Linked DNA regions of Mus musculus: all the other regions are linked to region 2. The links are chromatin contacts, called in public promoter capture Hi-C maps. All regions are on one chromosome and are shown on one strand. The core of a region is the stretch at or near the end of the contact, and the rest is flanking DNA. Distances in the headings are between cores, read along the strand shown.

Region 1 (3,450 bases), core at 183-2,682, 1.2 Mb after region 2:
TCCACTTGGAGCTCAGGACTGCCTCATGCAGCTGATGCCACCCCTACTGTCCAGCTGCTCTCTTCTCAAGGGAGCTTAAAAGAAGGGAACCGAGTGCCACAGATGGGAAGAAATGAAAAGGGGGTTAGCTAGAGCACAGAGGCGCACTAATTACCCCAAAAGGGAGGCAGACGGTGTCCCTGGAGCAAAAAAAAAAAAAAAAAAAAAAAAAAAAAAGGGCAAGATAAATATACTCCATCTGAAAAGACCTTATTATTCTTTAAGATAGTCTGATCTAAGTAACATTCTAAAGTAAACAACAGGTTAAAAAGAAGCTAAAACATTATATAAATACCACTGACTTTGTAAACCAAGAGTTCAGGGCTAGCTTTGAGACAGTGGACATGCTCACATGCTACTCAACAGTGTGTGTGCTCACTCTTTGGGTCACTTCCACTTTGATAAAAATATTTAGCTATTCAATAGCAGTCAGCAGACTCTGACAGCAACAAAATTTTGATTATATTCAAGGATCAGTATCTGTATTAGAGTGCAGGTATTGTCATTTTAAAATTATGCTAAAGGAGAAGGAAGGAGAAACTTTAAACTCTAACCAAGCTTTGCTTAAGAACACACTTCTGATGACCTCAAATCCAGAAGAAAAAAGCTACACAAAGTGTTTTAACAACATACATTGTTATTAAACAGCTCATATTCTATTTTAATAGACTTTTAACCTTCAAAACATTAGAATCACTATGGTAAAACTAAACACTATGTATTTAAACTTATCTTTGATTACACAAAATGTGTTCCATGGAAAGGTTTGTTCAAGGCTGTATAGAGTAGCACACAGCTGTAATACCAACCAGCACTGAGGCTGAGCTTGAGGGGGGCTTTGAATTCAAGGAACACCACAAGACTCCGTCTCAAATAATAAAGTGTATTCAGATGCTGTGCCAACTTTACCAAGAAGACTAAACTCTCATAGACTTAAGGTATTCATATAATTTCTTGTGGTATTGGGAGTTCAAAGCCAGGACCTTACTCAGGCTAGCCAAACACTCTGAGCACCATTATAGTTTTAACACTGACTGTGTTTGCTTAAACATTTCAATTTAACAACAGTGTCTAAACAGTCTATCAACATTTTAACAATGAGCCAGGGATAAAGGTCAACAGTAGAGCACTTGGTTAATATATACACATGGCCCAAGATTCAATACTTAGCACTTAAAAGAAAGTAAACAAACAAACAACCTACAAACACTTTAACTGAGGTGACTTCATGAATCATTTCAATGTTTAAAATAACTCTCACCTAAGTCAATGAAAGGAAAAGGAAGCTGTATGCTTAGCATTTAGTGCATGAAGCAGAAAGCACACCTTGCTAAAAGGCACGAAGGCTACTGATACACACTCAGACAACACAGTATGCATTTACAGATATACACTCATCTCTTTACTATCTAAAACTGTATAAGTCAAGTGTAGTAGCACACACCTTTGATCCTAGCATTGAGAAGTGGAGGCAGGAAAATCAGGACTTCAAAGCCCTAATGGACTATGTGTAACACTGTCTCAAAACAAGCAAAATCACAAACACATTATAATATTTAGAACTAAGAACTAGGTTCTTCAGTAACATTTCAGGAAAGCCAGAATGCTCTATCATAAAACAACTGCACCACTCTCAAAATGCTGAAGAATTCATTAAAAACAAAAGGTGACTTAAAAATATATAAAAGGCGCATTCTTAAACAAATGTTGACCTTAGAAAGTATTAGTTCAAGATAGAGCTATCTGGAGCCTAGTCTGATGGCACACATCTCTAATTCCAGCAGGAACCAGAAGGAATACGAGTTCAAAGGGCATAAAATGTGTTCCATGGAAAGGTTTGTTCAAGGCTGTACAGAGTAGCACACAGCTGTAATACCAACCAGGACTGAGGCTGAGCTTGAAGGGGGCTTTGAATTCAAGGCAACACAGACTCCGTCTCAAATAAAAAAGTGTATTCAGATGCTGTGCCAACTTTATCAAGAAGACTAAACCCTGTGAGTAAACTTAAGGTATTTATTTAAGTAAGGCTACATGATTTCTGGATTATATTTCATACAAAATAAAACAGATCCTACAGTTCAAAACCATAAACCACAGAAAACTAACTTTCATACAAGAAAGCTTTTTTTCAAAAGACCTAAGGAGCAGGAGAGATGGCTCGGGGATAGAGTAAAAACACTAGTCAGTCTCAGTTCGATTTCCAGAACCCACACAAAAAAACTAGATGTGGTGCATCTGTAATTCCAGCACCCCTACACCAAGAAGGGGAGCAGAGATAGGAGCAGTCAGAAACAAAGAGGGCCAGGTGGCCCGAAATAAGCTTCCTAAGGGCAAAACAATCAGTAAAACCCTGTCTCACCAAGATGGAAGAAGCAGGACTCCAAAAACGTTGTCCTCTGACCTCTACACAACATGGTGGCACACATATCTACACCCACACCTACACTCCCTGCTCACACAGAAAATTTTAAAGACCTTAAAAATTTTCAATTTAGCTGTCAAAACTCTTATCAAACTAGAACTTGGTTCCCTCCGAGAGTATCTAGTCAAAGATACACTTACACTGAGTTTAAAATAAACATAACCAGTAATTTTCATAAAGGGCTATAGTTTCTTTCTAAAGTATATTTGGCCCTAAAAGTCAAGAAAATAAAAAAAAAAGAAATATTGATGTGCTCATAATAAACCGTTTCTGTACAACCTTTCAGATAATGACCTTTGTCCTTTAAAAGTTAATGAGATGGCCCTTGTCCTTACTAATATACCCTTTGACGAAGCAGGGTCTAAAGACCCTCCCACCCCCCACCCCCCAAAAACAGCATATGCCTCCCCGAGTTAATACATAATCATAAATAATATTAAAATACAACTATACTTTTGAAAATCTATGCCAAACAAAGTTACATTTCTAGGCCTGCCCACGGGGTCAGACAAAAAAGAACACAGCAAACTAGACTCAAAGGTGAGTTACACTTGGCTTCAAGACTATTATATAACTGTAAAAATAACATGCTTCCAGATTCCATTTTTCTCAGGTTAATGAAAATGCTTTCCCTAGATACAAACTGCCTGTGAGAAATTACAGAAAGAAGCCGGGAGGTAGAGGAAGAAACTCAGTCAGAGTTCAAGTCTCCTGGAATCTACACAGGTAACTTAAGGAAACCAAAACAAAGATGGTGAAACAGAGCATGGCAACCCTCTTACAGATCCAGGCTGACAAGGCCGTCCACCACAGCAGAAGCACATTGGGAAAGTGTACAACATTGCTAAGGCACAGTTAAAAAGGATAAAGTGCTTTCACCTGATAAGTCATGGTGAATAAGGTCAGCAAAATTGGGATCTTTACCCCACCAAAATATCCACAATTCTCTTCTTCCAGGTCTTTGATCTCGCCGCCAAACACCAAGTACA
Region 2 (3,805 bases), core at 1,142-3,641:
ATTCATACCTTGATACTTCTTCAAATATGCATTTTAAAATTTCACGGGCACATTTCATAACACGTTAAACAAAAACCTTTCACCAGATCATTTTTAAATGTATTGATTCCATTTATATTTTAAAATGTACAGTCTTGCAAGGCATGGTGCTGAATGCTTTTTATCCTGCACTTGGGAGGAAGAGGCAGGTGAATCTCTGAGTTTAAGGCCAGCATGATCTACAAAATGATGTTCAGACAGTCAGGCCTACATAGAGAAACCCTGTCTCAAAAAAACAAAATACACAATCTTAATTTGATATAAAGTAAATCAACAAGAGCTGGAATAAAAGTTTAATTTTAGAATTTCTTAACGCCAGGTATATCACTGGTATTCACACCCTTAAACTTAAGGAACACTTCTGAACAGCTGTAAATCATTTGACTGTGCCCTATTTCATGCCATGTAAGCCATAGACTAATTGCCCCCAGACCTGTCAAGCTCAACAGAATTCAGGAAGTGACTGGTCTACTAGGGTTGGAAATAAATCAAGAATTTGGAATATTTCTCATACTGAAACAGAGAGAAAAAGTTCAAGTAAGATTGTACTTAAGAATAATCATCATGCAGCCGGGCGGTGGAGGTGCACGCCTTTAATCCCAGCACTTGGGGGGGCAGAGGCAGGTGGATTTCTGAGTTCGAGGCCAGCCTGGTCTACAAAGTGAGTTCCAGGACAGCCAGGGCTACACAGAGAAACCCTGTCTCGAAAAAACAAAACAAAACAAAACAAAAAAAAAAAAGAATAATCATCATGCAGATATGGTAAGGAAGAACCACTAAAAGGTGTATTTTCGCTATTCTGCTCAGCCCCAAAATTGATGCAGCTACAATTCTGTATCTTATTTTCTGTTTATTAGGTTGTGGGTCCAATGAACTTATTTCTCTTTGTATATGAACTAGATCTCATTTCTAAATCCTCACTTTAAAATGTCTTTTTCATCATATTTTAAGTTTCTATCCCAAGCTACTAAAAACACCTGGCGCATGACTGAATTTACTTATTTATTTATTTATTTATTTATTTTGGTCTTAGAAATCTGTTAACAATAATGTCTGGCCACTAATCTGCTTAATGTTTTTCACTTCTTACCAAGAAAATCCATTAAACATCAAAGAGAACTACAAGCACCACACAGACACACTCTCAAATCTCAGTCATGAAAAATTAAGTCACATTCCGGCCATAAACTGTGCAAGACACTTCCAGTTAGCACGAGCTTTACACTGACAATCGTATCAGAGTAAGTGGTAGGGGGTTGGGGGCTATTAACAACACAGTGTGAATCAGAGCCAAGAGCAGCAGCCGTTGACAGCAAGGCCAGTCTCTGAAGGGAGCTGTAATACAGTATCACAATGCTGGGTTTCCGAATGCCATTTTAAGGGAGCGAGGGGGTAAGAACTGGGAATCAAGTGTACTAAAACCGTCTGATCAATGTCCGAGGAGAGGAAACCTAAGACAAGGTCTTATGAACATCAGCTGTCTAATCTGTTCTCACCTTAAACACAACTTCACTTTCAGGTCGTTCTTAATCAAAGTCAACCGCTCAAAGGGTGAAGGATGGCAGGAGTAAATGGAAGGATAGTCATCGCCCTCAACAGAGAGGCAAAGACCCTGGGAAAACCAGAGGCTCCCTAATAGAAAAGGACTTCCAGGAGCAAAACAGAACGCCCTGTCTTCTCCTCCAGCCAATGCTGTTAGAAACCAGATTAGGATGTTGTCGGAGGCTTTTTTTTTTTTTTTTAAATGAAAGAGTGATATGAGAAAATGGCACTGAAGGATGAGGGGGCCTGGAAGGGTTGAGCCACCCAAGAACCGATGGTCAGGGCTTCCCTGCACCTAAACAAGATAACAACGCCAACCGAGTGCACCGGCAATGGCCAGCCAGCGCCCGGTACCCCCGTCACTGCCAAAGCTTCGCCCCCTCCCCTAGTGCCCCAATTCCCACACCCCGCTTCCCCTTCCACCTCCCTGCCCTCGATATTCCCACGGCTGGCCTCCCGGGTCCTTCGCCAGGCACCCCACGCCCCAGCCTCCTCTCCCTCCGGCCACCCACCCCTGGGCGCTCCGCGCTGGCCTCCCCGCAGCTCACTCGACCCCTCCCCCTCACCTCTCCTCAGCGCCTCCTCGTAGCTGAGGAATCCGATCCGTGACTCCTTGGCGCCCATGCTCCCCTCATCCCCTCGGCCGGGGGTCGGAGCCTGCTTTCGCCCCCACCCCCCTCCCGCCTCCTTCGCGGCGTCGCCGGCTGACGGTGTCGGCGTCCCCGGCCCCCTCCTCCCCCAACACTAACAAGTGCGGCTTCTGCCCCAGCGACTCCTCCCGGCCGCCGCCGCCGCCTCCATGCCGAGTCACGTGACCCGCTCCCACCCCGCCCCCTTCCCCTCCCTCCTACTCCGCCCTTCTCCTCTCTCTCCTCCCTTCGCGTCTCGCCTCACTCCTCCTCTCCTCCCTTCCGCCCCCACCCCGCCCTCCCGCCAGCACCGCCGCGGGTCACCTGACCCAAGGCCCGGGACGGTTCCGGGTAATGGCCGCCGGGGGGCCACGCTCCGCCCCACCCCACGCTAAGAGCGCGCAGGGGGGGCGGGGCGGCCTCGCCACACGTAGCACGTCATCCCTATCTTCCTGCCAATCCTAGGCCTCGAATCCCGCCGCGGCGCTCAGCTGGCCAAGAGGGCAGTGACTTCCGGGGCGCCCGAGGACGGGTCTTCCCGCCCCCCACGTTCTGGCGTTCGACGGGCGGGGCCGGAGCGATGACGGTTGGTGCTGCGGTGGCCGCGACCCACCTTGGAAGACTAGGGGAATGTTAGGGAGCAGGGGGGGTCTGAGGAAAGCGGTGCGGGCGACAAAAGGAGCGGGCAGGCGGGGGACCCCTAACGTTCGGGGGATGTTGGCAGAAGTGGAAGATGAGACTCACGGCTTCTCTGAGAAGATACCTCTTTTTCCTTCTAGAGATGGAGCCTCAGGACAGGGCAGTGGACCTTGTCGCAGTATTTTACTTTCTACGCCTTCCCATTCTCCAAACGCGGCTGCCTTAGCTTTTCTTTCAGAGGCCCAAGCCACTATGTTGGTCCATTTTTCCCTCTGAACCTGTTGCCTCCCTCCCCCAATTTTTTTAAGCCGCATTAGATGTTTTGTTTTGGGTGTTTGTTTCTGACGCAGGGTTCTGCTTTGTAACCCAGGCTGTCCTCGAACTTGTAGATTCGCGTGCCTCAGTTTCCCATGTACTGGTTCTACAAGAAACACCACACCCAGCCCTGCCACCTTCATGCTTCAACCAAACACTTGCCCTCTAAAAATGAGACAGTTCAAAACTGAGTAGCTTGCTTTAAAATACATATATTTTATGTATAATACATATGTATATAGTGTGTGTGTGTGAATTTAGTAGCATTAACATTTACATCGTTATTCAGTCTTAGTTTATCTTCAGGACTACTTGATCTAGTAGAGAACTGAAACTTTCAACAGTAATGTTGGTTCATCAAGGCAACTACATTTCTCCTGTGACTGGCTTATTTCACTTAACATGGCTCATTGTGTTGTAGCATATCAGGCATGTGGTTCAGCAATTCCACTTCTCAGTATATAGTCCCGAAGTATGTCTTTAAAGGGATGTGTGAACAGCTATTTATGCACTCAGCATTTATAGTATATACAATAGTCAAAACGTTAAAAATAAATGTCATAAGTTAGTAAACAAAATGTGGTGTATAAACACAATGGAATGTTTTTCCATTTCCTTTTTCTGGGTGGGGGAACCAGTGA
Region 3 (3,616 bases), core at 500-2,999, 1.4 Mb after region 2:
AATTCTAACTGAGACTCACTTGATTATGAAAAGAATAATCTATGTGGGCCCACTTAATTTCCTAAAGTGTTCAAAGTCCTTTATACATAGCATTTCAATAGTTTGCCAGAAGGGCACAATTTATTCACTAAAGGAAAACTGGGGGTGAGAAGGAGACCCCATGTAAATACAGCAACTATCTAACATCAGCCATAAACCCATATTCTTCTACAGATGACTTAAAGACATTTAAAGTCACTAGGAGGTTATTACTGATGACATTTGTCCAAGATTGGTTATTTAGTTTGATGTATTTTTTTAACCCTTGGTGTAAAATATGTACGTTTCAGTAAGTATTACTGTAGAAAAAATGGTATACATAAATAACAAACTACTAGGACAGCAAAGGTAAAGCCAAGATGTGCACTAGAAAAGCGACTCTAAATTTAAACTTCAGCAAGGAAAACCCTCACACCACTATTCACAAGTCTCGGTTCAAGCAATTTATTTTTGGCGAGACAAATCACAGCTGTCAACGCTTTTTTTCCCACCCTACAATTACATAAATTATTCTGAAAAAAAAATATAGACATCTTCAACTTGAAGGGAATTAACTTACAAATGCCGTGTGTCGTTATGAATGGGGGTTTTTTTTTCCTTTAAAAAGTCACACGGAAGGGGGGTTAAAAATAAAAGGCAAACAAACAAACCCTGGAAGATGCAGCAGAGCCCCCTTGCTCCCGAAATAAAACTCCTGGTGGCTGTCACAGCAGTGCTACTCCCGACAGAAGTTTTCAGCTGTCACTTCTAACAGCTGAGCGCTTCCTAGGAGAGAAGCGACAGGCCGAGAAGAGAGGTGGTTGTGGGGAGTCTGAAGATTTAAGGCTTGCAATCTTACACTCCACAGGGAAACCCTTCCGCATCTCACCTGCACTAAGGGGGACACCCCAACAAGATCGGCCCTCCCCACCCCCAGCACACGCTCACACCACCCGGGCCGCACTCAAGCCCCACAGCTCCAGAAGCCGACCGCGCGCCTTTTCTCCTCGGCGCTCCAGAAACACATTGCTCCGGGGCAGCGCTCAGCTAGGGATCAGGGCGAGCCCTGCACCTGCGCGCCCCGCAGAGGCCTCACACCTAGGGCCAGGTCCGTCCGCCCGCCCGCCCGCTCCCCGACTCGGCCGCGCGGCGCCTCAGCTCCTCCCGGAGACCGCTCGCGTCCCCCCCGGGTCTCCACGCCCTCGGGCACACCAGGCTTCCCGGGCCCACGCCGCCACCCCGGCCCTGTCACCTCGCCGCTGCCCCCCCACCCCGCCGCCCATACCCCGGGGACCCCGGGCCTCACCCCCTCCTCCAGCTCATCCTCAGAGCCTGCATCTTCTGGCTGGTCCAGGTCTATGTCAAACACTCCTGCCATGTCCTCAGCTTCCCTGTGTCGGAAGTCAGGCGCTAGGTAAAAGCCGTCCCGCCTCCGTCGTCGCCTCATGGGCCCGGACCCGCCGCAGACTCCACGGCTGCTGCCGCCATCACCGGCTGCTTAAGCTCAATGCGTCTGCGCCTAGGCCCCAGACTGGCTCCTCAAGTTCAGCTCCGGCGCATGCGTACAAAGTCTTCTGAAGCCATACAGTGGGCAGCGGACATGCGTAGCATTAGCTCCCGGGGCCAGGTACTGGCAGGAGCATGCGCAGAACACCGTCCGAAGCCAAGCCGGGAAAGTACAGCTTGCGCGTTTCTGTCTAAGGCGTTTGCCGGACACGGAGCATGCGTACCATATCTGAAGTTGATAAATTGAAATTGAACATGCGTGATTAGCCTTCCTAAATAGAAGAAGGGAAACGAGGGTCGAAAAAAGACAAGCCCTCAGCAGAGCTCTTCGCATAAGGAGCGAGCGCATTTATTTGTTCTAAGTAGTTTTTTTTTTTAAAGTATTGAAAGTGAGCATGCGCGTAGTGAGAGGGTTGGTCTTCTGAAGTTTGAACCGAACTGAAACTGCCGGTCGCAGAGCTGTCAGTGAGTGTGGGGTTACCGGGGAGCTGATAGGGAAGAAAGGCAAAGAGAGACTCTTGTCTTTGCTATTTGCTAATTCAGTGGCTTGGAAAAGTTACATAACCCTTCGGTAACTCAATTTCCTTAACTGTAAAGTGAGAATAGAATTACCTACAATGCAGTCTTAGACGTTAAGTTGAAAATCTGGTTCACAAGCCTCTGCTCCTTTCCGGGGCTACATAGACTTGATGTGAAGCACTTATCAAAAATACTCTTTTTAAAATAGTCCCTGTTCTCCGAGAGGCTGAGGCAGAAGGATCATGTGTTTCAAGTCAGCCCAGACTAATTAGACAGTTTCAGGCGTAACTGGGCTACATAGAGAGATGTTGTCTAAAAACAAACAACGTCGTTTAAAAATAATAAAGATTTAGTTTCATATTTTATCTGGTCTTTCTCTAAGCTCCAACTTTGTTTTTCTTTCTTTTCTTTCCGAGACACGATCTCGCTATGTAGCTCTGGCTGTCCTGGAACGCACTGTGTAGGTGCAAACTCACAGAGATCGGTCTGCCTCAGCCTCCCAAGTGTTGTTGGGTTGAAAGGCTTGCACCACTATGCCTGGATCCAACTTTATGCTAGTTGGTTTGGTTTTTGGTTTTCAGAGACAGGATTTCTTTATGTGGCCCTGGCTGTCCTGGAACTCTCTGTGTCCTCAAACTCAGAGATCTGCCTACCTCTGTCTCTTGAGTACTGGAATTAAAGGTATAGCCACCATGACTGGGCTTATTGATCTTAACTGTGCTTTCCGGGCCAGAAGACGGTTGGTGAGAAAACAGAAAATTAATGTTATTGAATGTTCTATTGTTGAGCTAACTTCTGATGTCCATGTAGTGTGAAATGTATACAAAGAATTCCTTCAGGATCATATTTCCTTTAGATTATTTATGTGTGTGAGTATATATGCACATGTGTGTGAATGTGAGCACTTATGCAAATGCACAGGAGATGAGGGCATCCAGCTCTCTCTCTCTCTCTCCCTCTCTCTCTCTCTCTCTCTGAACTTGGGGCTGAGTTTTCTCAACCAAGTGGAAGCTATCCACAGTGGTCCTTCTGTCCGCACTGGACTTGCCTCTGTAACTACAGGCCTGCACAGGACTCCTGGCTTGCTATGTGGGTGCTGCTTCTAGGCTCCGGTCCCCGTGGCTACACAGCCCCCACAACCAACACTTTTGTTATGGTTTATTTGTTTTCTTTTAAAAGTGTACTTGGGACAACAGTGAATGTGAATCATATTTTGGAAACCATTGAATTGTATGTGAATGAATTTGGGCCAGTGAACCCTAAATCCCCCAAATTATAGAGTGAGGGAATTTCTTGAAATGACTAGATTCTTAGATGGGGACAGGAAATTTGAGGAAAAAGGTGTGTTATTCCAAAATTTCACTGAGGTCTCACCATCTGAGAATCGGGATTCTAGTTCAGAGGACTGGGGAAGATGGCTCAGGGACAAAGTACTCGCAATGCAAGCCTGAGGGTCTGAATATGAATCTCCAGAACCCATGTTAAACCAGATGTGTTAGCACATCCCAACACTCCTATGGAAAGATGGGGAGTGGAGACAGGATATTCCCTAGAATCATGGGTCAGCTAGTCT
Region 4 (3,640 bases), core at 1,122-3,621, 1.3 Mb after region 2:
GTCTTTGGCCCAAACGGAGGGCAGTACTAGTCTATGGATATAAGCATATTCAGAAGGCAGTTTGACATGTCCCTTATTAGAACAGCAGTAGGTTCCTCCTTAGGGCCTGTGACCTCCTGAGCCATGACCAGGTTGACAGTACTTGATCTGAATTCCCTCCTGTGGTTGGTTCCCCTTGTTCTGTGCCACTGCTGTACCAGCAGGCACATCTTGCCTGGCACGAGCCTTGCTTTCTTAACTAACTAATTAGAATGAAAACGCCGTTTCTAATATTCCGGATTCGAGTGAAAAGAAATCTTATCCCAGAAATCAAAGCTCATCTCAAGTGCTCTCTTTCAAATCTGTGACTGTTTAGTCAAGGTATTTGAATAAAATGTACTAATAAATTTCCAGTATGTACTGATATGCCTTCAGTGTGTTATATTGTTAAAATGGGAATTTGGGGCTGGAGAGATGGCTCAGAGGTTAACAGCACTGGCTGCTCTTCCAGAAGTCCTGAGTTCAATTCCCAGCAACCATGTGGTGGCTCACAACCATCTGTAATGAGATCTGGTGCCTTCTTCTGGTGTGCAGGCATATATACAGGGAGAACGTTGTATACATACTAAATGAATCTAAAATAAATACATAAAAAAATAAAATGGGAATTTGAACATTAGGTATATTAAGTTTACAAACTGTTGTTCTGCTGTCGTTGGGGCGTGATTATGTGACATTTCATGATTTTCCTGCTGCCTAAATTTGCATTTATGTTATTTTTTGAGATTTAGAGTTTTACTCTGGGGCTGGTGAGATGGCTCAGTGGGTAAGAGCACCCGACTGCTCTTCCGAAGGTCCAGAGTTCAAATCCCAGCAACCACGTGGTGGCTCACAACCATCTGTAACAAGATCTGATGCCCTCTTCTGGAGTGTCTGAAGACAGCTACAGTGTACTTACATATAATAAATAAATAAATCTTTAAAAAAAAAAAAAAAGAGTTTTACTCTGTATCATAGATTGGCCTGGAACTCACAGCATCTTTCTGTCTTAGTCTTCAAAATTCTAGGATTACAATCATGAGCCACTAATGCTTATCATACGTTCATTTTAGTTTAAAATAAAACTACTCACATAGGATCTCTGCTGTGCACAAAATTTGCAGTCTCAGTTGGCTCCCTGGAACCCAAATAAAGGTAGGAGAGAAAATTTCCCAAAAGTGTCCTCTGTCGTACCAGTTCAGGCACTACCTGTCACCATCACGCACAGGCACAAATAGGCCTGTTCTACTTGGGACCAAGTCTTAAAAAAAGAGAGTGCTAATGTGCTGGTCACAGAGAGAAGCAGATCCAAAAGAGCATTGGGATTTTTTAAAGTGCTTTTTGACTTGAGAGAAATTTAAGAATAGTCTCAAGATGAATGAAGGGCTGAGGCTAAAACCAGTAGATTCAGTTATACTACTATGAAAGGAAGACAAAATTTCATGGCTAAGGAGATTTTGACAAGGTATTTGAAAGGTTTAAGTCAGGTAGAAAGACAAAATTACTGGACACGTAACTCAGAAGTGTCTCTGCAAAAAGCCAAGTGTGTGCAAAACGCCAGACTTTTGCCTAGTCACGTCAGCCTCCGATGAAATACTTAATTTCAAGAATCATAGGAATCCTGTTATACATATGATGTCCTAGATTTTCCAGAACTGTGTTTTTTTTTTTTTTCCTTGTAGTATCTTTTTTCCCCTTTAGTAGCCTTTATTTTAGAAGTCGAGTTCCCTGCTCGCCAACACGGGGTTTTCTAAATCTACTTCCAGGGCCTCACAAACTTCCTGGCGCGTCTGATATCCAGTTCTGGCACCCGGTTCTGGCACGAACTAGGGCACACTGTTCAACTTCAGGCTTGGAACCCGAATCCAGGTCACACAACCTCTCTGCCCAGGCAGCCCAGCGGGTCTGGCGTAGCTAGCAACACGCAGCCGGAAGCCAGATCGCGGCTCCCGGTACGCAGCCCGCTGCCGAGCAGGTTCCTGGACCTACCCATTTTCAACCTCAAGTACTGAAGGACTCCGAAGCGTGTGACTGATCACTAATACACGCAAGACGTGACAGCCACGCAGACTTAATTAGCACACACGTCCGCCACTACGCCACTCGTATAACATCACCAACAGGGCCACAGGGCGACAGGGCGGGTCTACGATGTTCAGGGCGGGGCCTAGATGCGCCCTCCTCCTCCTCCTCCCAGTGAAGGCGGGGCTAGGGACTCGGGACAGGGCCTAAAGGTTCCCTTCTCTGCTGGGAAGGGCGGGGCCGGGATGAGCGCGGGGCGGGGCCTAGAGGCTCCTTCTTCCACTGGGCGAGGGCGTGGCCCGGCGAAGGCGGGCCGCGCGTGACGACGTCTAGGGAGCGCGCGCGCCGCCGCGGGGCCAGGCCGAGCGCTGCTGGTGGCGTCCGAGGCTGAAGGCTTGGCGAGAAGGGCTTGCGGCCGCGTGTCGGGCTGTTGGTATTGTGGCTGCCGAGGCCGCCCGCTCCTGGTCATGAGAGGTCAGGCCTGGGGAAGGGGGTGAGGCGGAGGGTTTCCGGGGAGAAGAGCCGAAGCTCGGACGTGGGTGGAGAACTCTGTCCTCGCGGATTCCGGAAGAGTTGGCGTTGACTTTTCTTTCTCCCTTTCCCCTTTTCTTGTTTATGTATGAAGGAGGGCAGGTTTTGTGTTTCTTTTTTAATAGCAGAGACACAAACTGTCCTGTCCCAAGTCGCTCTTCAGAGAGTGAGGCGATAGAGCCGCTGTGGCTTCCGAGCCTCTTCGAAACGTCACACAGTAACTGCACGGTTTCAGCCAGCCAGCCTCCGCCGCAGCTAGCTCCATCGCGGGGGAAACGGGAGAGGCCCGGCGGTGGGCTCTGCGTTTCGTCGGGCGACAGCACGATTCTGGCACCCTGGTCCGAGATCCACACTGGATCACGTAGGGATCTTGCCCTGCCCACAGCCTCTCTTCTGACACCCCTAACCAAGCCGATGGTGGCATTTTTATTCGGGAGGCTAACTCCTTATTTAGACTAAAGCATCACTTAGCAATTACGTGATGACTCCCCCTAAGGGTCCTCTTTCAAAGGCATTTGACTAACATTCTTTTGGAAGGAGAAGCAATATTCTCGGTGGCACCATTAATTACTGAAAACCTTATTAGCTTTGTGGAAGCTGTTTCAGCATAAAATGAAGTGTTTATTATCTTTGTTGATGCTTAATTAAGGCACTGATTTTTTTCCTTCTAAACATTAATGAATCTGTAAAAAAAAATCTATTGTATTTATTTAGTGTGTGTGTCAGAGGACTTGTGGGAGTCAGTTCATTGCTTCCACCATATGAGTTTAGGGGATTTAACTCAAATTAAAGGTCTTGACTTACCCAGCCATCTCACCCACCCTTAGCAAACTTCCTGATGTGGACTCTGCCTCAGAGTACATGAGCCAACTTATTCAGCATTAGTGCTGCTATTCACTGTGGTATCTGCTGGGCACCCCTTTGACTCTTTGCTGATGTCTTTTGGCACATTTGAAAAATCAAGACATCTGCAGTGCTTTGTACTTTAAGTAGCCCCTGGTTCAAAACTCTTGGTTTGCCAAGTTGGACTTCGAGGTTGGAGTGGGGCAGGGCAGCAGAGCTTTGACAG
Region 5 (3,571 bases), core at 728-3,227, 1.4 Mb before region 2:
GGATGCTTGAATACTTGGTCCCTAGTAGGGGGTGCTGTCTGGGGAGGCTTCAGAAACTTGAGGAGCTAGAGCTTGTTTGAGGGAAGTAGGGTACTAGGAATGGGATGGAAGACTTAGGACCTGTTCTCTGTGTGTGCCTCTCCGTTTGTTTCTCTCTGTGTGTCTCTCTCCATCTGTCTGTCTCTCTGGTCTCTGTTTTTCTTCGGATCACTTCATGTCTCACTATCTCTGTCTCTCTTTCCCTCTTCTCGTCTGCAAAGCTGTGAGACGTCCTAGCTGCATAGATTGCTATGCCTTCCCCACCGTGATGACAACACCCTCAAATAGTGAACCGGGCGGAGCCAGAAAAAATCCTTCCTCCTTCCAGTTACATTAGCCAGGTATTTTATCACAGTGACGAGAAGTCAGTAATATACCAGATTTTGGACTATTGCAGAAATTGTACACCAGTGGGCTAGGCAGAGTGGAGTTAAAGCAGCTTGCAAAAATACTTTCTGCACGGCCCATAACTCTGTCTTCTAACCCCCTTGAGAGAGCTAGCAGTGTATGGCATCAGTTGTTTGTCAGAGGACCTCCAGCTTGTGGCATGTAAGATCTGTGACAAATGAAAGGAAGAGACTCTTCCTGTAGCTCCAGAATTAGGAACCATAGTCCTTGTGAAATGATAGTCCTCTCTTCCTCCCTCTCTCCCCTCGTGTGCGTGTGCGTGTGCGTGTGTGCGTGTGTGTTCCTAGGAATTAAACTTAGGGCCCCTGCCCTCTACTGTTGAAATAAACCATTTTCCCAGACACCTACAAAGGCACAACAAACTGATCCTGTGACTTCTCCCTCTCCCTCTTACCCCCTGCTTCCAGCTCATTTCATGTTAAGGTATTTTATGAGTTACAGTATTTGTCTTACTTAGGGTTTCTATGACTGCAATGAAACACCATGACCAGAAAGCCAGTTGGGGAGGAAAGGGGCTTTTTGGCTTACACTGCCAGATCATTGGAAGAAGTCAGGACAGGAACTCAAGCAGGGCTGGAACCTGGAGGCAAGAACCATGGAAGGAAACTGATTACTGGCTTGCTCAGTCTGCTTTCTTAGAGATGCTAGGACCACCACCAGCCCAGGGATGGCACCACCCACAATGGGCTGGGCCCTCTCCCATTGATCACTAATTGAGAAAATGCCTTAGAGCTGGATCTCATAGAGGCCTCTTCTTCACTGAGGCTCCTTTCTCTCTGGGAACTCTAGCTTGTATCAAATTGACACATTGTGTGTGCTCCTCCCCCACCACCAGGGAAAGAAGAGGGTATCTCCCCTGGCACCCAAACCACAGATGGTCTGAGTTACAAATCACTCATCTGGATTAGCAGGCGTGTCTACAAGAAGGAAGAAGTGAAAGCTCACACCTGGGCTAGTTGTCACTCTCACCCCACTCACTCTCCAAGTCGCACAGCAGTGGTGCAGCCTGAGAGGCATCCTGGGAGGGTTTGATGTAGATATTGACAGCTGGGGTTCCCCAAAATGAAGGCTCCAAACAGCAGAGATGATGGCATCAAGGCAGAGGGAACGACGCTGGCTTACTGTCTCCTCAACAGGTGGCCGCACCCCACTGGCTCTCCCACGGTCTCTCCCTGCCCTCAGTTACAGGAACAACTGTCCTAGAGCAAGGAGAGAGAAGTACAAAAGCAGATGGTGTCCTAGCTGACACCCAGCTCCTGGATTGTCATTCCCTGAGGACACATTCCTTATCACAGCTCATTCCTGGCCCAGAGTAGATCTCTAATACTTCATTGAAAAGGAACGAGAGTCCCTTACCACCCCAGCTTTCCAACTTTAGGAGGACTATCTGTGGAACAGAGGGTGTTCTGTGGCACGGAGCTTGGCTTGAGTAAGATGGCACTACCCAGGACATACATAGTGTGTGTCCCTGGCAATGCTGGTTTCCAGGCGGGGCTTTGGCTTCTGTGGTGTGCAGGCCCGCCCCTAGCCTTGCTGCCTAGCTCAGTGGGTGAAGAGGTTTAAATTCTGGCAGCTCTTGGCCCTGCTGCGTATTGGCTAACATCCTTCAGCAGCAGCATGAAGCTAGGAGCCTTCCTTCTGTTGGTGTCCCTCATCACCCTCAGCCTAGAGGTACAGGAGCTGCAGGCTGCAGTGAGACCTCTGCAGCTTTTAGGTACGTCTGGGCAAACACGGTTGCACTATTCTTCCTCAAGTGAGGGGTGAGAAGACATCCAGAACCAGTGTGTGCAGGAAGGAGGGAGAAACTGGAGGAAAGAGTTCTCTTTAGGATCCTCCTTGATGGTCACCTCTGAATTCCCCAGAACAGAATCCCTCTTCTGCTTTCCCTCTCTCCATTCCCTGGGTCACCTGACTGGACCCCCCTCCTGCTTGCTCCTCAGCCAAGCTCCCTCTCCCAGACGTCTCCTTCTCTACTGGCGTCTACCTTGACCTGTCTACAGAAAATATTCTTGTAATTATGCTAGACACAGGTCAATCTCAATCTTCTTTACCAATATTATTCTCAGAAAGGGTTTTGTTGCCGTGGGTTTTCATTGTTGTTTGTTTGTATGTTTGCCCAAGCTGGCCAGGAACTGACTGTGTAACCCAGGCTGACCTCAACAACATGGCAATCTTCCTGCTTCATCTTGCTATGCTGGGATTACAAGCACAATCCACCCCATCTTATTTGGCCTCAAAGGACTACTCTTAATCCTCTGCCCATTCTTCCCTTAGCCCTTTTGTGACCACAGCCTCATCAAACTCCTGACACACTCTCCTCTGTAATAAAGTCTCGCCTTTGCAGACTGATGCTGTCTGCCCACCCCTACCCCACAACCCCTATCCTACAGCCAGCCAGCCCTGGATTATCTTGGACTGAATGCTTGCCCCTAAATGTCTTTAGATAGAGTTTAGCCTCTCGTCTTCACTCCATCAACTACCTGTTTTTGAAACAGTTTGCATCTCTTCCGTCCTTTGCCCTCTGTTGCCTCACTGTGTCCATCCCTGATTACTCCACAGCCCTGCCATTGCAAAAGCTTCCCAGAAGCCCTCTCCACCCCCTCTTCCTTCTTGGATGTGCTTACTAGTTGGATCCTGGTTCTGTCTATGCCTTTGCAGCAGATAATCCTCCCAAATGACCTTCTCTCAGTTTATTAAGTGAAATCCCAAATCCACAGGTCCTGATGGCCTGCTTGCCCTTTGCAACATTTATTTCTCCTGTTCCCAAACTCGCCCAGACCTCTACTTGCCAATCCTCCTGACTCCTCCTATTCCAGGGGAACTGGGAGTGGCAGATAATATGTCTAAGGGGTAGGACTTGAAGAGTCAGTCTCTGGTCCTGGGAGTGCCTCTGTAGGTCCTGTGTCCCAGGTCACACACGGACCTCCCCAAAGTTCCACCCTACTACATTTCCCCTTGTGACTTTTTGCATCTTTCCACACAGCACCCCTCCTGCTTTCCCCCACTACTCTTTCTTGACAATATCCCTGTACTCCAAGGCTTACTTTTTCTGACGAACAACAAATAATGTTTTATCTCCTCTGAGCCCTTTGAGTCTTCTAGAACTACCTTGCAGGACACTTGT
Region 6 (3,490 bases), core at 329-2,828, 1.9 Mb after region 2:
AATTATGCGGCAAGTTTGACTGGTAGGCACTATGAGCCATGGGTAAAGCTTTTTGGCACCGGTTTTCCGAGAATTTTGTGTCTATATCCAAAAACCCTTCTAAGACTTTAATACTGCTTAAAATCTTAGATGTTAGCTCCCCAGTGGGGGAGCCCAAGTCCTCTTCCTTCCCATCGATAGCCACTTCATACAACTTTGCTGCTGCAGAGATCCACTTCTGGTAAGTGGGCAGTTCAAAATGGGAAGGCTGTGGGTTCCTGCCCACACTGTCATCAAAACCTTTTTTGCTTAGGACCAGCTCCACGTGCTGCCACAGGAATTCTCGAAGAGTGAAATCCACTAGCTGGCCTGAAGAACTCGAGGTGCTGCTATCAATGTGGAAGGAGAGCTGTTGGCGGCTGTGCTGTCTCATCGCTTGGTACCGCCTAGGTCCAGAAAGGGGTGCGGGCACCAACAACGATTCTGGGTCTTTCACGGTACAATGGCTCCTAAGCTGGTCCAGCAACATGCCAATTGGGTCCTCCTCCTGGCTTCCGGGGACTATGTACACAAAAGCTTGGTTGGCAGGTACCGTAAAGAGGCAGTTGATACTCTGATTAGTCAAGACTCGACTCTTGCGAAAGATTCTATAGATCTGGTCCTCCAGGGCATGCTGCAGCCTTCTTTTGGGAGAGTGCTTCTTGGGTTTATCTGGATGAGCTGTATCCTGGCTCCGAGGCGGTTCCACCTTAAGGGCCCCATTGAGTTGAAAGAGGAAGAGGAGTCTAGGTGGGCAAGGTCGGCAGTTTAACTTCCAGTCTTTGCCAACTGGGCAATCCTTAATGGCTGTTTTGAGGAGGGGTAGTACTTTCTGTCTCAGTCCATCCAGGGCTCTGAATACACGATCATAAGTGATGTCAAAGGAACACGTCGGATGGACCAGGAGCAAGATATGACAGACAGAGAAGAGGTAAAGGAGGCTGAGACACTGTAACTTCTCCTGATGCTTCCAGAACTCGTGTGTTTCTGCATGAGGTAAAGAGAGGCCCCCTCCGGCTTCACCGCTCTGGAGGGCCCGACAAGCACGCAGAAGCTGTGAGTTGTCACAGATGGAAGTGAGAATAAGATACAGAACTTTGCTTTCCTGATTGTAATAGGCCTGCAAAAGACTGAAGTCCTGGGGACCTGGCTCAGCTCGGTTACCTTCCGCCGTAGCCATACCTCCGCGAAGTGAATCCCCGGCTGCAGCCCCGGGGTCTCCGGCTCCTCCCGCCTCTCCGACAGAGACAGCTTTGGTCTTGATTCCAGTTCCTGGATCTCCAGGATCCTGATGGTGAAAGAGTGGGAAAACCTGTCGATCGCACACAGTATTCACCAGAGAGAACTTCTCGGAGTTGAGGCGCAGAGCCGTCTTGCCGAAGATTCCCACCACGCAGATCTCATCCTCCCTCCACGGGGGCTCGGGCGTGCCAGCCGCGTTTCCCCCGCCTTCAGCGGAGGGGCCTCCAGGACTCTCAGAGCCCAGCCAGGCCGACGCCCCCATGAGCAGCTCGCGCAAGCTGACCGGCCCCGCCATGGCGGAGAAAGAGCTTCCTCTAGCGTTCTTCCGGTCCCTCGCTGATCCCAACCCACCCGGTCCTATTGTGAAATCCCTCCTCCGCCTGTTAGTCCTTGAGTTCCGGGTGTCTGTCCCTCCCCCCAACACTCCCTTCCACCCCTTTGCCTTTTCGTGTCCCTTGCAAGGTCTTAGCGCTACGTTTACTCAACTCGAGTTTAAGATATCGAAAGCTAGATTGGTTGCCGTTTCAGTTTTAAAGAATACGCCAAAACCCACAACAGTTCCAACTGATTCTTCTAACAGCTCAGCGTGGGTGGTTGATCATACTCTCACCTTTTCTGAAGACTGAGGCAGGAGAATTTCTTAATTTCTTTTTCTTTCTTTCTTTCTTTCTTTCTTTCTTTCTTTCTTTCTTTCTTCCTTCCTCCTTCCTCCTTTCCTCCCTCCCTCTCCTCTCTCTCTCCCTCTCCTTCCTTCCTAACTTCCTTCCTTCCTTCCTTCCTTCCTTTCTTCCTTTCCTCCTTTCTCCCCCATGCCCCCATTCTACCTCTTAAATGCTGCGATTAAAAGCATGCACCACTACCACCCAGCAAGGAAGAAGGATTCTTGAGCACAGCAGCTGTGCTAGCCTGATAACATACCAAGACCCTGTCTCCATAAAGAAAAGAAAACAAAAAAGAAAGGACAGGAGGGAGGAGCGAGAGCACCAAACACATTGTTGCACTTCTGTGATTCCAACATTCAGATATTGCTCTTACAGAGAAAAGGAGCTCTTGTTTTGCAGCACCCATGGCCTGCAAAACACACACACACACACACACACACACACACACACACACACACACTCCAAAATTAATCTTTAAGAAATAGAAGACGTGGAGGTGGAGAGCTACGTGTCTAGTATGCAGGAAGTCCTGTGTTCTATCCTCAGCACCAGTATAAACTGGGTATAGTGGCCCATGCTGCAAACCCAGCACTTGGGAGGTGCCAGAATGATTAGAAGTTCAAGATCATCCTGAGCTATGTCTCAAATTCAATGCCAGTCTGAACTGTAAGAAAACTGTAAGTCGTGGTGGCACGCTCCTTTAATCCCAGCACTCCGGAGGCAGAGGCAGGCGGATTTCTGAGTTCAAGGCCAACCTGGTCTACAGGACAGCCAGAGCTACACAGAGAAACTCTGTCTCGAAAAACCAAAAAATAAAAAAATCTGTTTCAAAACAAAAAGATAAACATCAACAAAAGAATTGTAGAAAATTCTAGGGAGGCAGAGGCAGGTGGATCTCTGAACTGAATTTGAGGCCAGCCTGGCCAACAGACTGAGTTCCAGGACAGCCAAGGCTACCCAGAGGAACTCTGTCTCAAACAAACAAACAAACCAATTGTGGAAAATTAATCTAATAATTTAGCATAGTGGAAATATGAATAAGTGTGCGTGTGTGTTGCTGGGGATCTAATTCATGTCTTTGTGAATGCTAGGCAAGTGCTCTACCACTGACTACATTTGTAATAGATTCTTTCTTTCTCCTTCTCCCTCCCCAACCCATTGTAGGTTCAATTGCCCTGGAACTCTTGTCCCTCCTGATTGGTCTATCTTCACACCCCAAGTGCTGGCATTACAGATGTATACCATCCATGCTTTTCACTTCTTACAATACTTATGGTTTTAAGCTAGACATAGAAGTAGGTCACTTAAGCCGAGTATGGTGGCACATGCCTTTAATCTCAGCACTCGGGATGCAGAGGCAGGCGAATTTCTGAGTTTGAGGCTAGCCTAGTCTACAAAGTGAGTTCCAGGACAGTTACAGTGAAACCCTGTCTCGAAGGAAAAATGAAGGAGGAGGAGGAGGAGGAGGAGGAGGAGGAGGAGGAGGAGGAGGAGAAGGAGGAGGAGGTGGTGGTGGTCACTTACATTCATGGAAATCTTACTTAGAAAGTCAAATAGTAGCAATATAA
Region 7 (3,758 bases), core at 888-3,387, 2.0 Mb after region 2:
GTAGTAGAGACCTGCAGTCCCAGCATTGGGGACTGGGATTTGAAGCAGAAGGACTGCTGTGGATTGAAGAACATCTTAAGATACATAAGTGATCCTGTATCTAAGACATCTAAAATCCGAGGTACACCCGTACTCACTACTCGGAAGGTGGAGACAGGTAGATCAAGACTTATGGATAGACTTATTCAAGCCCAGCCTAGGTACACGAGACCCTGTCTCATAAAACAAGATAAAACCAAAAGCCAGAGAGAAAGTAACCAGGATTCTAGAAACCACTTCAAATGGAAGAAGTTGTAAACTCAGATTACAATGTCTCTGCAGAATCTTTCCCTTTGGCTTTACATTAGCCCCTCACCTTGCTTTTGTGGTTTTATTCATGAAGTCAAATTAATTTCTCTTTATTCCCTGCAAGTCCCTCTTCCCGGCTGGAGACCAAACCCAGGCAAGTGGTCTATTACTGAGTGACTACAGTACTTAGCCCTTTGCTTTTCTTACAATAGAGAAAATGGCTGTAGTGGATTATATTATATTAAAAGATAGGTTTGTGATTCAGCAACATATAATGAGCACCTACTATGATAGGCAGATGTCATAGTGGGAGGGACCATTTGTTAAATGCCCCCTCAAGTGGGGTACAACCTACTTTTCCTCAGCTAATGTTCAATGTCCTCAAAGGTTTCAATCCCTGACAAGGAAGATTTTAGTCCTAGTGTTATACAAAATTAAGCTGAGGCTTAGACTAGCTATCTGCCTAATATAATACAATGAAGTATAATGAAGACCTATAAGTCTCCAGAGACCATGACTTTTTCTAATAGACTATGGGGCTATAGTAACTTTAACAGGCTTTATACAATTACCCAAAATGAAAGGTTTGTTTTAAGACAGGTACTTTGAAGCCAGGCAGTGATGGTACACGCCTTTAATCCCAGCACTTGGGAGGCAGAGGGAGGCGGATTTCTGAGTTCATGGGCAGCCTGGTCTACAGAGGGAGTTCCAGGACAATTGGGGCTATACAGAGAAACCCTGTCTCGAAAAACCAAAACCAACCAGCCAACCAACCAACCAAACAAACAAAAAAGACAGGTATTTTGAAACACTTAATAGTACTTAAAATATTTCTGTTTTATATTTAAATATACATCCTTATCTGAAAAAATAAAATTTAAAAAAGTCTGGGTTAGTTGTTGATACACAAGCTCCTGTCTCAGAACAATATAATTAGTCTTCTTCATGAGTTGACACTGCTGGTTCTTTAAGAACTCCATCAGTTATATGGAAAGGTCTTTGGCCAGGGGCACTTCTAAAACTGTAGCAGCAGCATAAGTGACAGATTTACTTCATCATCACTATTCTAAAACACATGTTTTACATCCCCCTCTAGTCAATTTAATTTCCATCATCAGTTTAGTTGGTTTGCCTTGAATGCTGAAGCATGATCTCTGCCATTGTCCTATAGTCAATTTTGTTTTAAGTCGTGAAGCATTGCTATCCCCAACCCCACCCGGTTCTTCCCTGTGTCTTTCTCAGAGTGACCACAGGTCCTTAGTCTTACCCAGCACACTACTAGACACACAGTAAAAGGGGTATACTTTTAAAGTAGATGTCAGAAGTCATTTTGCATCATGGAACACTGTAAAATTACCTGACATAAAATACTTCTCCATAAACGTAAATGCGCTGAAGAATGGCTGGGGAGAGCATCTGGTTAAATAAACATTGTGATAGGAAATTTGGGTAGATTCCTATAATTTGCATTTTTCGCTAGCGCCCAGAGAAGCCAATTACCGCCAGTCGGTGGGCCCCCTTTGAGAAGCAAAAAGTTACGACAAAGACTGAGCAAAAAGGCAATCACTTCAAACTATATATTGCAGTGTTAAATAAAAAATGTGTCTCAGATGTTGCCAGCGGAGCTCTTCTCCTGCCCGAAACCTTTCCTTTTCTGCTCCATCTCCCTTCCCTGTCCAGCTCAAGACCCCACCTCCATAAGAACCCAGTCATCAACAGTTCGAGTAACGGAAGACGGGACCAGGTAACAAAGAGAAAAAACGTCGTTGCACTTACTAGTCTAAGAGCCTGGGGATTAGACGAAGTTCGGGCCTAAGCCTCTTCCACACCATAAAGAAAATTTCAAAATTAAATCTTTGCCGACGAGCGACCAATCGTAGACGTGGTCTCTACAGGGTTCGTTGTCTTGAAAGGATCAAAGCACAGCTTGGACTACGATTGGCCAAAAGAGCATCACATCCTGGCCAATCGGAACTGAGGCGCTTCTTGTATGAATAAGGAAAGGCGGGCGAGAAGGGGCGGGGAAGCCGGAGAGAAAAGGAGGTGTGTCACGTCGCCTAGGCCCGCAGTGGAAGCTTTTATGTCATTGGCTGCTGCTGCTTCCGAGTACACCAATCGCAAACTCTTTTCCAAGTATGAACTTGAAAGTAGGGACCATAAGGCAGCCAATGGAAAAATTCATATATTCAGCAGCCAATCCCCCTGCGGCGTTTTGTGTCTTTGTCCAACAGGAAAGTGCGTTTTATAACGAGGGGCGTTACCCAGGCGCCAATGGGCGGGCGCCGATGGAACGTACTAGCCAATGAGCGCAAGACGTTGAGTGACAGCTGTCCAATGGAGGGCCTCAGTGCTAGCACGGCTTACAGCTTAAGCGCCTCAGCGGTCTGAGGAATGTCAACTATTCAATATGGAGGCGGAGGTCGATAAGCTGGAACTGATGGTGAGTGGAGAGTGAAGGAAACCTACTGGGTAATTAATGTGCTCCACCGATGGCCTAGAAGGTGAAGCGCATTTTAGAGTCTCCTGAAACTGGGTTGTGGAAGCTGGAACCTGAATTGAGTTCCTTCTTTCTGCACCTACGGGAGCTACCGCCGCCTTGGTCTCTTAACCGCCGCGGGGGAAGGGGTTACATCCGGGGAACTCGTGAGGGAAATGGCGGGAGATGTTGAGGGTGTGGGGCCTTTGTAATTCCCTGGTCCTGGTTTTCTCCTTCATCGGCTCCAGGAGCCGCGCCCGGCACAGATACCGCCTCACGAATTTCTACCTTCCTTGCCCAAGCGTGACTGGAACGGTCTTTAATAGCTCGGAGGAGGAGAGAGGTCGTTTACGTCTCCCGAAAAGGGGGATGGAGGATGAGGTGGGGCAGAAGTCTAGGGGCGCGGAGAAATTCAAGTCCACCATGCACCTACTCGCAGGCGAGCTGGGACAGTCTGAAAGAAGATGCTAGACTTGCACGAGAAACTTGCCCGCGGTTCCGCAGACTGGGCTCTTTGCGGCTTGGGAGAGGAGCCGCCGCGGGGACCGAGCCTGGAGCTCCTTCCCGGGGCGCGAGCGGCGTTGCCCCAGGCCCGGCTTTCTGCTTCCTAGATGCTCAATTCCTTTCCTCTGTGCAAGGAGAACCCTGGACGAAGGCCCTCAGCGGCTGCGGGCAAGGCTGGAGTGCACTGAGCGTCCAGCCGAGTGGCCTTGTCATTCTCCATCAGTGTTCTCTTTATTCCCGCCCTCCCATCCTTCCACTGCCCGCTAGATCGCCGCGCCTTTTTTCTTAGTTTTCTTGTTCTGTCTTCAGACTTCTTTTTGCATGATCACTTTTCTTCCAGATTGATCATCGGACCACCAGCCCCCTTTTAAAAAAATACCAAGATTAATATTAAAAAGTAAAACACTCCATCTGCAGTCTGCCCTTTTTCCCTCTGCGTAGGTATCCGTTGTGTCTGAGCCACTCTCTCCAAGGAAAATCTTGAGTTTGT

What was found. Promoter capture Hi-C pulls out the DNA fragments that hold promoters and counts their contacts.
Region 1: a contact with region 2 is called in a promoter capture Hi-C map of liver, with 6 times the contacts expected there. The contact joins the enhancer-like site here to the promoter of Usp32 in region 2. A contact is called at or near these places in 5 of 39 promoter capture datasets (the C10 cell line, hippocampal neurons, liver and 1 more), 1 of 484 Hi-C or Micro-C datasets (embryonic stem cells) and 2 of 115 datasets of contacts at active chromatin or transcription factors (astrocytes and stem cell-derived neural progenitor cells).
Region 3: a contact with region 2 is called in a promoter capture Hi-C map of embryonic stem cells, with 6 times the contacts expected there. The contact joins the promoter of Tubd1 here to the promoter of Usp32 in region 2. A contact is called at or near these places in 5 of 39 promoter capture datasets (embryonic stem cells, hippocampal neurons, liver and 1 more), 1 of 484 Hi-C or Micro-C datasets (B cells), 1 of 115 datasets of contacts at active chromatin or transcription factors (astrocytes) and 1 of 9 other capture datasets (pancreatic islet).
Region 4: a contact with region 2 is called in a promoter capture Hi-C map of liver, with 8 times the contacts expected there. The contact joins the promoter of Rnft1 here to the promoter of Usp32 in region 2. A contact is called at or near these places in 3 of 39 promoter capture datasets (hippocampal neurons, liver and pre-B cells) and 1 of 484 Hi-C or Micro-C datasets (B cells).
Region 5: a contact with region 2 is called in a promoter capture Hi-C map of pre-B cells, with 4 times the contacts expected there. The contact joins the promoter of Wfdc21 here to the promoter of Usp32 in region 2. A contact is called at or near these places in 2 of 39 promoter capture datasets (liver and pre-B cells).
Region 6: a contact with region 2 is called in a promoter capture Hi-C map of liver, with 12 times the contacts expected there. The contact joins the promoter of Smg8 here to the promoter of Usp32 in region 2. A contact is called at or near these places in 4 of 39 promoter capture datasets (hippocampal neurons, liver and pre-B cells).
Region 7: a promoter capture Hi-C map of liver shows a contact between it and region 2, with 8 times the contacts expected there. The contact joins the promoter of Prr11 here to the promoter of Usp32 in region 2. A contact is called at or near these places in 6 of 39 promoter capture datasets (the C10 cell line, frontonasal cranial neural crest, hippocampal neurons and 2 more) and 1 of 9 other capture datasets (adipose tissue).

The regions. Positions count from the first base shown.
Region 1 is chr11:86,351,934-86,355,383 of GRCm38.p6, forward strand. Med13 (mediator complex subunit 13) reads right to left here. Exons shown (of 30, transcript NM_001080931.2): 2 at 3,341-3,450. Among named protein-coding and RNA genes, the nearest start is that of Med13, 3.9 kb to the right of the region's middle. Within about 2 kb of position 1,433, at least 13 of the 459 cell types and tissues checked have an H3K27ac peak or open chromatin away from gene starts, as enhancers often do. A contact at or near this core is called in liver, where this site is marked.
Region 2 is chr11:85,137,564-85,141,368 of GRCm38.p6, forward strand. It overlaps Usp32 (ubiquitin specific peptidase 32), which reads right to left and starts at 2,392. Exons shown (of 34, transcript NM_001029934.1): 1 at 2,148-2,392. The coding sequence starts at 2,205. It also overlaps a transcript of 1700125H20Rik not described here.
Region 3 is chr11:86,543,242-86,546,857 of GRCm38.p6, forward strand. It overlaps Tubd1 (tubulin, delta 1), which reads left to right and starts at 1,750. Exons shown (of 9, transcript NM_019756.3): 1 at 1,750-1,989. Rps6kb1 (ribosomal protein S6 kinase, polypeptide 1) reads right to left here and starts at 1,566. Exons shown (of 15, transcript NM_001114334.2): 1 at 1,325-1,566. The coding sequence starts at 1,465.
Region 4 is chr11:86,482,286-86,485,925 of GRCm38.p6, forward strand. Rnft1 (ring finger protein, transmembrane 1) reads left to right here and starts at 2,372. Exons shown (of 9, transcript NM_029788.5): 1 at 2,372-2,514.
Region 5 is chr11:83,744,963-83,748,533 of GRCm38.p6, forward strand. It overlaps Wfdc21 (WAP four-disulfide core domain 21), which reads left to right and starts at 1,978. Exons shown (of 3, transcript NM_183249.2): 1 at 1,978-2,161. The coding sequence starts at 2,065.
Region 6 is chr11:87,085,199-87,088,688 of GRCm38.p6, forward strand. It overlaps Smg8 (smg-8 homolog, nonsense mediated mRNA decay factor (C. elegans)), which reads right to left and starts at 1,579. Exons shown (of 4, transcript NM_024262.1): 1 at 1-1,579. The coding sequence starts at 1,555.
Region 7 is chr11:87,106,577-87,110,334 of GRCm38.p6, forward strand. Prr11 (proline rich 11) reads right to left here and starts at 2,138. Exons shown (of 10, transcript NM_175563.5): 1 at 2,065-2,138. It overlaps Ska2 (spindle and kinetochore associated complex subunit 2), which reads left to right and starts at 2,685. Exons shown (of 4, transcript NM_025377.3): 1 at 2,685-2,728. The coding sequence starts at 2,696.